2 separate regions of the Mus musculus genome follow, and region 1 is linked to region 2. A link is a contact called in public HiChIP or PLAC-seq data. All regions are on one chromosome and are shown on one strand. The core of a region is the stretch at or near the end of the contact, and the rest is flanking DNA. Distances in the headings are between cores, read along the strand shown. Region 1 has its middle 33 kb from the start of Ythdf2. Region 2 overlaps Epb41 (erythrocyte membrane protein band 4.1).

The links. HiChIP or PLAC-seq counts read pairs in DNA pulled down with a chosen protein or histone mark.
Region 1: an H3K4me3 HiChIP or PLAC-seq map of bone marrow-derived macrophages shows a contact between it and region 2, with 3 times the contacts expected there. The contact joins two enhancer-like sites. A contact is called at or near these places in 3 of 484 Hi-C or Micro-C datasets (the HL-1 cell line, embryonic stem cells and nephron progenitors), 4 of 115 datasets of contacts at active chromatin or transcription factors (bone marrow-derived macrophages, embryonic stem cells and microglia) and 2 of 9 other capture datasets (adipose tissue and pancreatic islet).

The regions. Positions count from the first base shown.
Region 1 is chr4:132,176,911-132,182,428 of GRCm38.p6, forward strand. No RefSeq gene overlaps it. Among named protein-coding and RNA genes, the nearest start is that of Ythdf2, 33 kb to the right of the region's middle. Within about 2 kb of position 1,786, at least 28 of the 459 cell types and tissues checked have an H3K27ac peak or open chromatin away from gene starts, as enhancers often do. A contact at or near this core is called in bone marrow-derived macrophages, where this site is marked.
Region 2 is chr4:132,038,178-132,044,323 of GRCm38.p6, forward strand. All of the region lies in intron 1 of Epb41 (erythrocyte membrane protein band 4.1), which reads right to left. Among named protein-coding and RNA genes, the nearest start is that of Gm36157, 8.3 kb to the right of the region's middle. Within about 2 kb of position 2,239, at least 148 of the 459 cell types and tissues checked have an H3K27ac peak or open chromatin away from gene starts, as enhancers often do. A contact at or near this core is called in bone marrow-derived macrophages, where this site is marked.

The DNA of each region.
Region 1 (5,518 bases), core at 536-3,035, 140 kb after region 2:
CATTTCCTGATGATTTCCGACTCCATTGCAGGGCATTTAAATGTGCACGCGCGCCATTAGCTGCTTTGCCTCAATCTCTCCCCTGCAGTTCCTTCTCCCGCTACGAGTCTGCCCTGTCATTCTTGATATTGAGCTAGAAGAAACCATTCCTTTCTTTTCTTTTCTCTTCTCTTCTTTTCTTTTCTTTTTTTTCTTTTGAGACAGGGTTTCTCTGTATAGCCCTGGCTGTCCTGGAACTCACTTTGTAGACCAAGCTGGCCTCGAACTCAGAAATCCACCTGCCTCTGCCTCTGCCTCCCAAGTGCTGGGATTAAAGGCATGCGCCACCACCGCCTGGATGAAACTATTCCTTTCTAGAAACTTCTCTAGCACACACACACACACACACACACACCCCATATAATTTCTAAGCAGTAAATCACATATACCCTGAACAAATGTTTTTTTTTTTCCTTCCAAACGATGGGGATTGAACTCACGGCCTGAAGCATATGTTGGGTACCATTGCCCATGTTCAGGTGCTGTCTCAGATCAAGACTCCAGAGAGGTCCCTCTGCCCCACCCCCACTCACTGTCTAGCTGGGACCAATCTTCTATCCTCTGTCACCATAGATTGCTTCTGTCCGTTCTAGAGCACCATAAAAATAAACTGTGTAGTAGCGTAGTGCTCAGGACTAGTACAGAAGGATTGCCTGATGTGGGGGCCAGTTTGGACCCTTGGGGCTCACTAGCTCCAAGTGAGATACCCTGTCTCAAAGAAATAAGGTGAAGTAAGACAGAGTGTGATGGAACAGGACACCCAGTGCCCTACCCTGTTCCATGAGCACATACGGGTGTGCACATCACTCAAACACGGTACGTGTGCGCATGCACGCATACAAAAACACACAGAGACACAAGTGCACATAAGACTCAAAATATATTCTCGGGGCTGGAGAGATGGCTCAGCGGTTAAGAGCACTGACAGCTCTTCCAAACGTCCTGAGTTCAATTCCCGGCAACCACATGGTGGCTAACAACCATCTGTAATGAGATCTGGCGCCCTCTTCTGGAGTGTCTAAAGCCAGCTACAGTGTACTTACATATAATAAATAAATCTTTAATTTAAAAAAAAATATATATATATATATTCACCAGAAGGACTTTTTCCTCCATTTCTCTTTCTCTGCCACCAAATTCAGGCTAAGAGTACGTTCTCTTGACCTACAATATCCTCCAACCAATTAAGGTCTCCCAAATTCTAGGCCCCTTAAGCACTCTGCTATATCCCTAGCCCATTCACCTCTGTGAACCTTCCCCAACTGCCTCAAGCAAGTGGAACCTGCCTTTCTCCAGCTCCCAATGGCAGAACAACACGTGTTTTCTTATAGAGTTGATCGCCCTTTGGGGTTACAGTCTTCCTGGCCAATCTGCGTCTCTTCTTAAAAGTCCCAGAGCCGGGCAGTGGTGGCACACGCTTAATCGCAGCAGTCAGGAGGCAGAGGCAAGCTGATCCCTGCGTTCGAGGCCAGCCTGGTCTATAGAGAGAGTTCCTAAACAGACAGAGCTACAAAGAGAAACCCTATCTCAAAAAACAAACGCACAAACAGTCTCCGAACAGACGGCTGAGGATTTGTACAATTCGGTGGTTAGAAACACTTCCTCGGAGCTTTGACTACCTGAATTACATGCCTGGATCACATGCTGGAAGAGAGAAACCCCTGAAAATTGCATGCCTGCACTCATGGGCACAATACACACAATAATGACGTCACTAAATGAAAATTTGCTTAAGCGACACTGTCTACACTGGTCAAGCTACTAAATCTCAGACTGCAAAGGCTAGGCTGAGAGGCTGGCTCAGAAATGCTACTTTAGTGCCACCTACTGGCATAGTGGAGTATTACAGTTCCCAGTTTCTCGCGTTCAGGAAACTCAAAATCTTTTTGTTCCTCTGTGTGTGTGTGTGTGTGTGTGCGCGCGCGTGTGCGTGTGTGTGAGATGTGTAATACAGAGACAGAGATCGGGATCACTCATGTACCACAACACACTCAAAATCTTTTTGTTCCTCTGTGTGTGTGTGTGTGTGTGATGTGTAATACAGAGACAGAGATGGGATCACTCATGTACCACAACACACATATGGAAGTCAGAGAACAGCTTTTGTAGATAAATTCTCTCCTTCCACCCTTATGTGGTTCTGGGAATTAAACTCTAGTCATCAGGCTTGCAATGTCAGGCTACAGGGACCTTTAGCCAAACTGCCGGCCCCACTTTGGTTTTTAAGACAGTCACTGGGGCCTGAGGCTTACCAATTTAGCTAGGCTGGTCAGCAAGATTGAGAGCGCCATCTGTCTCTGCTTCTCCAGAAAAAGCACATTCAACCACGTCTGGTCTTTTACACAGGCGCTGAAATTCGAACTCAGAGCCCCACACTTGCACAGTATGAAGGGAGTGGCACTAATGGGAGGTGTGGCCTTGTAGAAGTAAGTGTGGCTTTATTGGAGGAAGGGATGGGAGAAAGGCTTTGAGGTTTCAGAGGCTCAAGCCAAGCCGAGCAGTATCTCTCTCTTCCTGCTGCCGGATCCAGATGTAGAACTCTCAGCTACTTCTCCAGCACCATGTCTGCCTTCCTGCCATGAGTATAATGCATGAAACCCCTCCAGCCATAAGGCAGCCCCCATTGAATGTTTTCCAGTAGAAGGCTTGCAGTGGTCATGGTGTCTATTCACAGCAATAAAACCCTAAGACAGAGAGGCTTACAGATCATTGTTGATGAAAGTCAAGGCAGGAACCCAGAGGCAGGTAGTGATACAAAATAGAATCCAGGACCCCCAGCCCAGGGATGGCATCACCCACAATGAGCTGGGCCCTCCCCAACCCATCACTAGTTAAGAAAAATGCCTTACAGGCTTGCCTCCAGCCTGACTTTAGGGGAACATTTTTTTTTCCATCAGATGACTCTAGCTTGTGTCCAGCTGGCATAAAACCAGCAGCGTAGACATAGATGGACAAATTGGTTATTAATGAGGTGGAACAGATCAGGGAAAAATTTGGGGTTGGGACACAGACATGAATAAAATGGCTAATGACATAGCCATGGGGACAGTGGAACACTGCAGCGTTCAGGAGACAGATTTGGTCTGTCTAAATGTATTGACCTGTGATGGTTTGTATATACTTGGCCCAGGGAGTAGCACTATTAGGAGATGTGACCGTGTTGAAGTAGATGTGACACTGTGGGCATGGGCTTGTCATAGCTGCCTGGAAGCCAGTCTTCTCCTAGCAGCCTTCATTATGTAGCCCAGGCTGGCTTCAGTCAAATTCATGATCCCCCTACATCTCCCAAGTACTAGAGCTACAGTGCCCCTCCATGTCAAGAAAGATGCCTTGCCAGGGTTCAAATGCACAAAGGATCAATGTACCAGCAACATCATCCATGGCTGCCAGGCTAAGCCGGCAGACTGGGAGTCAGCACTGGGAGGAGCTGGAGAGCTGATTGAGGGGTTAGAGTGAACAGGAGAGGAAACACAGAGAAGGAAGTAGGTAAATAAGTAAACGAGACTCTGTAGCACACCACCCAAATCGCAACTACAGTTTATTCTTAAGACAAGGTCTCCCAGGCTGGCAAGATGGGCCAGTAAAGGTGCTTCTGAGCAAGCCTGCCTACCTGAGTTGGGTACTTGGGACCCACATGACGAAGAAACAAAAACAACTTTTGAAGGCTGACCTCTGCATGCATATATACTAAATCAATAAATGTAATAATTATTTATAATTTAGCCATTTATTTATTTTGGTTTTTCAAGACAAGGTTTCTATATGTACGCCGGGTTTTCTGAAACCCACTGGGTAGACCACTCTGAGATCTACTTGCTTCTGCCTCCCGAGTCAGCACTCGGGATTAAAGGCATGTGGCACCACCACTCTGCTGACAAATGTCATTTTAAAAAGGAATGTTTGGGCTGTTTGTACGCATATTACCACATGCATGCAGTATCCGCAGAAGCCAGAAGAGAGCGCTGCTGGATTCCCGGGACTGGAGTTAACAGATGGCTGCTAGGAATGGAATCCAGGTCCTCTGGAAGAGCCAGTCAGTGCTCTTAAACATCAAGCCATCTCTCCACACCACGCAAAAGCAATTTATTAAAGATAAGTCCCAAGGAATCCTCTTACCCTCACCTCCCCAAAGCAGGGATCCAGCTTTTTACAGGTGCTGAGGACTCTAACTCAGGTTCTCACTCCAGCACATCAAATAATTCATTAAAGTGATCGTTCCTGGTCCTGAAATTAATTTAAAGCTCTATTAAAAAAAAAAAAAATCACTGCCTTCAGCAGCCATTTTTCTTTACAATGATGAAATCATAACGGGGTGAGGATGGAGCAGAACACCGGGAGAGGTGAGGCTGCGAAAAATAAAAACCAAAAGAGAAGCCACACTGGGAAGTCCAACTGTGACGATTTTGTAGGAAGATACAATCCGACTCGCCAACACAGCGCATGCACAATACTGGGGATTCAATATTGGCTTGCTGAAAAGCTAGGCAAGTGTTCTACCGCTGAGGACTTTTTTGCATTTTGAGAGTTAGGAGGTGAATGTATCCATACGTTGCCATGTTGACCTTTGAACTTGTGACCTGCCTGCTTCCATTTTCCAATCAGCTGGGTTCCAGAGCTGTACCACTTTCTGCTCTCATTGAGCACTCTCTCCCCAGTCTCTAAACTCAGTGCGTTCTTCTCCTCCTTCTTTCCCCCTGTTCCCAGCAGGAGCAGCAAGGGTGCGCAAAATAACAGGCTGAATTGAATGATTCAGTACAGGAAGAAATGAAACCGTTGACAGCAACACCGGACAGAGAAGCAAAATTGGGGGTTTCCTGAGGGTGCTGATCGGTTACAGGGCAGCTCGGCCAGCAGGTGGGGCTTTCCAACTTTCAGCATTGAGAATTCTCACATAACTAAGCGGCCAAGATCGATGTCCTCAGGTCAATCCCGGGATTCACAAGGCGGAGGAAAGAGCCAACTCCCACACATACAATAAATCAAGGGATAAAAGACAACTTTGCCTTCCAAACAAGGTGTCTTCTGGCTAGGAAGGCTGCGCAAGCGCAGAAGCAGACCATGTTGTGCCCCCAGGACCGTCCTGGCTACAGGTTAAACGGACTGGAACTGCAGTAGAGTGCAGCACTGGTCCAGCAGCGAGGCAGCCACCAGAACACGGTGGGAGTTCCAGAGTCTTCCAGAAGCAGCCTCCGGACTCAGGCGGGTGGAATCATCACCACCACGCACCACCCCCCCCTTAGCCTTTTCAGGAAAGCACATTTTGCACCTGCAAGGCCTCCAGCAGCGATTCCTGAGCCTCAGGTTAAGGAGCTTCACAGCTGCCTGTGTTGATTCACCTCCCAAGGCAGGGGAAAACTTGGAATGCACCCCTCGGATCTGAGGCCTAAGGCCTACACCCTCATCTTCAGGGCATTTTTGGAAGAACCCAAGTGAATCCCCACACTCTCTAAGCGCCAAGAAGGAACCGAAAACTAGTCTG
Region 2 (6,146 bases), core at 989-3,488:
CTAGTGTTGGAGTCACAAGGCAAGGCACCCGACATGAAGATAAGGCTATAGTGGATACTCCAGCTTCAGGTCAGCCACTGAAATGGATACCCTTGCCTGTGCCACACAGGAGAAATGAGCCGTTTCACAAAGCTGTTTTGTGATCGACTACGGATCATGAAAAAGTTTTAAGTGACTGCGTTGGGGTTGATTGATTGTATAACAAAGGTAACTGATGTGGACCTGTGGTACAAAGGAAAGAAACAACTTTAAGGTCTTCACAAAGCCTGACAATACAGGAGAACTAGCAAACAAACCAACCAAAGCACAGGAGATAGGGAATCGCAGCAGATAAGTAAATCCCACCTTATCCGTAAAAAAGGACCTTACGTGCAGATAGACGTGGCAGGATATGTAACTCAGTGGTAAGGTGATAGTTTAGCATGTTTGAGGCTCTGAATTCAATTCCTGGCCTTGGGGAGGAAGTGTTCCCATCAAAGAAGTGAAAAGCCACAGAACCTAGGAGAATTTTATCGGATATCTTAAAAAGATCTATTTTACAGACTATAAAAAAGCTCCTGGTTAGGTTTAGTAGCACAGGCCTATAACTAAGCATGTGGAAGGCTAATACAGGAGCATCAAGGGAGGGAAGAGGGGAGACAGACTAGGGGTGCTTGTAAGAGGGAAGAGAAGATGGTTTCTCCATCAGAAAGCAGGCCAAGGAAAGGATATATCCCAAACATGACCACATCCTGAAGAGGGGTGGCTGTTATCTTCTAAGTCACATTACACAGAGCCGTACTAGTAACTGCACACGCTTCTCTGTTAAATCTCTAAAGTCTAAGGCTGTAAGATGGGAACAGAATGTTCCAGGCTGGTCTCAGCTGTGTTCTGCCTGAGTATTAAGAGAAGGCTCTCCTCTGGGACAGAAAAAGAAAGAGAAAGCCATACTCCCTGAGGTCAGCAAGGAACTCCCCAGAGGAAGGAGGATCTTTAGGAACAAAAGCCCTTACTATGATCTCCAATTACTCTGTCCCACATAAAAGTCTGGATAATTCATTTTATTTAGTATGATAGAAAATGTTTTTTTTTCCTAGCAAAACATAATATTACTAAAAAACTAGGTCTGGCTCCAACATCACATTGCCCTCAAAATCCTGATGGGTGTGGTACATGCTCCTTTCATTGCAGCAGTCTGGAGGCACAGGCAGGTCGACCTCTGATCAATAGTGAGTTCCAGGACAGCCAGAGATGAATAGAGAGACCCTGCTTCAAAAAACAAGACAACAAGTGTATCCTCAAAGGACTACTAGTTGGAAAGTATGGGAAAGAAGATAAAGGAGAAGAAAGGAGGAAGGCAGGGAGATTTTCAACAAAGCAATACAAATTCTTTGTGGAAGTGGACAAAGTGCTTGCCAAGCAAGCATGAGGACATGACTTCAGATCCCTAGAACCCACATAAAAGGGCGGCAAGGCAGGTGTGACAGCCACCTGTAATTTAAGCACTCAGGTGGCAGGCACAAGGAATCTCTACGATGACTAGCTAGCTGACTAACTAGAACTGGCTAGCTCTGGGTTCAACAAGAGACTCTGACTCAACAAAGGAAGTAGAGTGTGATCAAAGATGTGCAAAGTCAACTTTGGGCCTCCATACACATGTGCATGGACACACACACAAACACACACACACACACCCCACACACTCATGAAAAACTTTAGGCTGGGTGTGGTGGCTGGCACAAAGCTCTGATCCCAGCACTGTGGAGTGAGAGGCAGAAAGATCTCTATGATTTTGAGGCAAGCCTGGTCTACAGAGCATTCATGTGTTGTTCCCTATCTTAAGAACGAAAACCCAAAGTACAATGTTACTAGGATAGATGTCATAAAGAGCCAAAAATGTCCACAACTCTCTGTTGAAAGTTCCTCCAAATAGAAAGAGAAGCCAGGATCAGGATCAGAGGGCAGGCAGCATGCTCAGTGAGGCCTGAGTTTGATACTCGGCACTAGGAAGAAAAGCATGCGTCAGTATTCTTTTTCAAAGGAAAACAGGAACATAATACTTCCCCCAAATGTATAAAAAGCACAAACATATGTACAGTCATCATTTTGGTTAAATGCATTTTTTTAAATATATACTTCACAAAAATGAGGTACTATTTCTTTCTAAAAAGATTCAAGACTCTTCCGATTTCGGGCAGTTTGTCTAAAGGCTGCCTTAAAAGCCACCCTCCCAGAGCAAACCTCTTCCTGTTTGTCAAGTGTGTGTTTACTTTCACATCTGCTTCAAAAGATAAAAGCAACAATGGGGACACCAACCACAAGACTGTGTCCTACCAAGCCGGAAATGACGCTATAAACCCAGACTTGCTGTGAAATGGGTCTTCAGAACACTCACACACAGGCTAACATGCAAATAAAAACTTAAAAAATTTACAGTGTGAGTCTGAATCAAACCCAAAGATCGACACTGGACAAAACTGCATTACATATTTGCATACAACCATTATACAGACCCAAAGACATCCAATTTCAGTAGACAAGGGTACAAGTAAGGTATAAAAATACAAAGGCTCGGAGGGTAGGTGAGCTACACAAGCCTAGCAACCTGACTTCAATCCCTAGAACCATATAAAGAAGAGAACTATGCCACAGTTTGCCTCTGGCCTCCACACAAGCAAACATCATACACATCTGTGTACACACACACACACACACACACACACATACACACGACTACAATAGTAAAAATTAATCAGAGATACTTAGCAGGAGCTGGGTGATGGTGGTGCATGCCTTTAATTCCAGCACAGGGGAAACAGAGGCAGGTGGATCTCTGTGAGTTGGAGGCTAGCCTGGTCTACAGAGTGAGTTCTAAGACAGCCAGGGCTACACAAACAAAACCTAGTCCAGCACAGCCAGGCTATGTTACACAGAGAAACTGTCTAAAAAAAAAAACAAAAAACAATATATATATATATATATATATGTATGTGTGTGTGTGTGTGTGTGTGTGTATTTAAGAGCACCTAGAGTGACTGCAAACATCTGCAATCCCAACATTTCAGAGATGCAGGCAACAGAGTCACAAGTTCAAAGTCACCCTCAACTACATAGCAAGTTTCAAGGCTAGCCTGGGGGTACATGAGACTGCCAGGAAAGAAGGAAGAGAGGGAGGGGGAAGGAGAGCCAGCCACATTAAACAAATGTCACTTCTTCTCTTTTCCCTTTGATAAAATCTGTATGATAGGCACATACTATGCATATATTTCCTAAAATATGATTATCCTCATTTTACACACACACAAATACAGCTTTAGAAAAGGACTTTCACAAGACAACAGTTATAGAGAACTCATCAGCTTTGACAGAAGGTTTACATCCAAAGCTCTTACCCCCGACAAGCAAAAGGGTCTCAGTAAGGTCTCATCACTCTGAATGCCAATTTTCAATTGTGTGATTCTGGACAAGCTACTTAGCTTTTAACTTGTTACCTAAACTGTGAATTGAGATTAATAACACTCCAGTAACCTGGGGTGAGGCTTAACTATGAAAATCATCATGACAGCCAGGCATCTGGTGTCTAAGTATTTCACAGACACCTAAGGATGTGGCTCACAGTAGGAAGCTAGCCTAGCATGCACCAGCACCTCAAGAGAAAAAAAAAAAATTCACATTTGACTTCCTATATTTAACTCATCTAATCACCATAACATTAAAGGTATAGAACATCCCTACCATTATAGAATGAATTAATTATCACAGATGTGAGTTAACCTGCCCATGGCCACGACTTAGAGTGGCATAAGTGGAATTTAAAACAAAGCATTGCACCCCAAAGCTGTACTCGAACGTCTACACTATATCTACAAAGTATAAAGCACAAAGCCTGAACCAGGTAAGCTAGCAGTGAGCACTGACACTGTTTACCTGGCACACTGAGCAGGCTCCAGTAAACACTGCTGGTGATAGGCTGAGAGAGTAGGACAGCCAAGACCTAGGCTAGTTACCACAGGCTGACTCTGCTTTTTCTATAAGTATGTGCTTTTCCACACACAACAAAGTCACTCTTACACTTCTAGTCCTACTACTAATACCAGATCTCTGGACTCCTTTCGGGCAGGCTCACGCCCTCTACATTCTTTTACAATCACATATACTCACAGGACCCTGCTCATCCTAGACAATATGCAGTAAATTAATGAGTAATACCCTTCCTGCCCTCAAAATCCTTCCAAGAGCCCAGTCAAAATCCTTCCAGGAGTCTCAGTCTTTTGCCACATCTTGAGACCATGGAGGCCCACATGTTAGGAATCCCAGTGGTTATGTTCCACTCCAAATAAAATATAATCCTGTAAGCCTAATTTTAGGAACAAATCGGGGTTGGGGGAATATAAGAAGTCAGATTTAGCACAAATGGGAAAAACCTGAGCATTAGACCAACAACGGGAGCTCATTATCTTTCTCTTCTTTCCTAATTTAAATCTTTAGATTCATTTTCAAGAGCTAACAACATATGTAACCCCCAAGGATCCATGGATGGCTAAAGCCAATGGGAAAAGGTAATTGGAAACAGGATATTCACAATGCCAACGTTCCTCCACAAATACTAAAAACATTAACCACTACACAGAAATCTGTGGGTTACTACTTTAACTAGGTGACCAAAATTAGCAGCATTAATTGTGGGACAGCCTGACATTATGAACTTTCCAATGTGATGCAAAACGAGGAACACAATGTCACGCTAAAGTCTTGCCAAAATATTTAACCTATGTCTAATCAAACCTACAGAGATAAATTTCCAGTTTATAGGAAATAAAACAAAGAGAAGAACAAATTAAACAAAGCCTCAAGGGAACAATCAAGTACATTCAGAATAGAACATTCTACAACCAGCTGGCACCAAGACTTATCAAAGTACACAGGTAAATCCTGTTCCAGATTAAAGGAAATGTGACCGAGATATTTACATTTAAAAGTCTAACTACCACTGCTGAGATGGCTCAGCAAGTTGCATGCAAGTCTGGCAACATGAGTTCAATTCCTGGAAACTACATAAAGGTGGAAAAAGGAGAGAACTGACTCCACAGTGTTGTCTTGGACCCCTATACATGCACCCACACATACACATTTTGGGAGTATAAAGTGCTAGAACTTCTCCAACTTTCTAAGAAGATATACAGGATAGAGGAAGGAAGGAAGGAAGGAAGGAAGGAAGGAAGGAAGGAAGGAAGGAAGGATATAAGAATCTAGAAACAAAATTATAGCACAGACTTAAATCTTAATTATCGTAACATTCACATCACCTTATGCATCCTGTCATAGGTCTAGTTAATACACTAAACCGTATCTAAAGGGCAGTCAGGGCAATAGTACTACTAACCTGTGCTTTCTAGAAGCTGACAGCCTTACTGTGAGTACCAGGATCATATGCTATACCTGGCAAAGAGCATGCAATGCTACAATAAACCAATAAACCTTCAAAGAAAAAAATATCTCTGGAATCATCTCCTTGCCCAAAGTATGTCTCCTTTCATTTTATCTACTTGGTAACAACTGACTTTTCTCTACCTTACAAAATTTATTGGAGACTATGGAAACATAAAATGCATGTTTTGCCCGTAAGGAACATAGGGTATGATTTTAAAAACAAAATACTGCTTCCATTTCCACTGAAAAAGCTACTAATAGACTATGTGGATGTTCTCGCCTCCCAGAGCAATTGTGTTATTTTGAGTTTTGAGAATGCCAAGAAAGCTGGAAGGTTTAAAAATAACCTAACAAAGAGCTCATTCCAATACCAGATGGAAAGAAACTACTCTAAAGACATGTGAGTGGGAGAACATATACACAATATCATATGACACCATGCAAAAAAAGGTTTTTGTGATTACGTAATACTACTAGGATTGGCAGGACTCTGCAGGTAGGAAGCTACCAACAGGGTCACTTCTCTGAACCATTTTTTTTTTAAGAGATAATGGGCAAGAAACAGCAAGTGGGTGACAGAAAGGAAGGAAAAAGACTTTGCTGTAAAGCTGCGTTCATGTGTCCCTGTTACATGCTGAAATGGTTGCCAGGTAAAATTTGAGGGCTTAAATCCCTGGAGCCCGTGACAGTTCTGTCTGTGTGTCCATCCATATGGCCAAAAACAAGGGGTGGGAGGG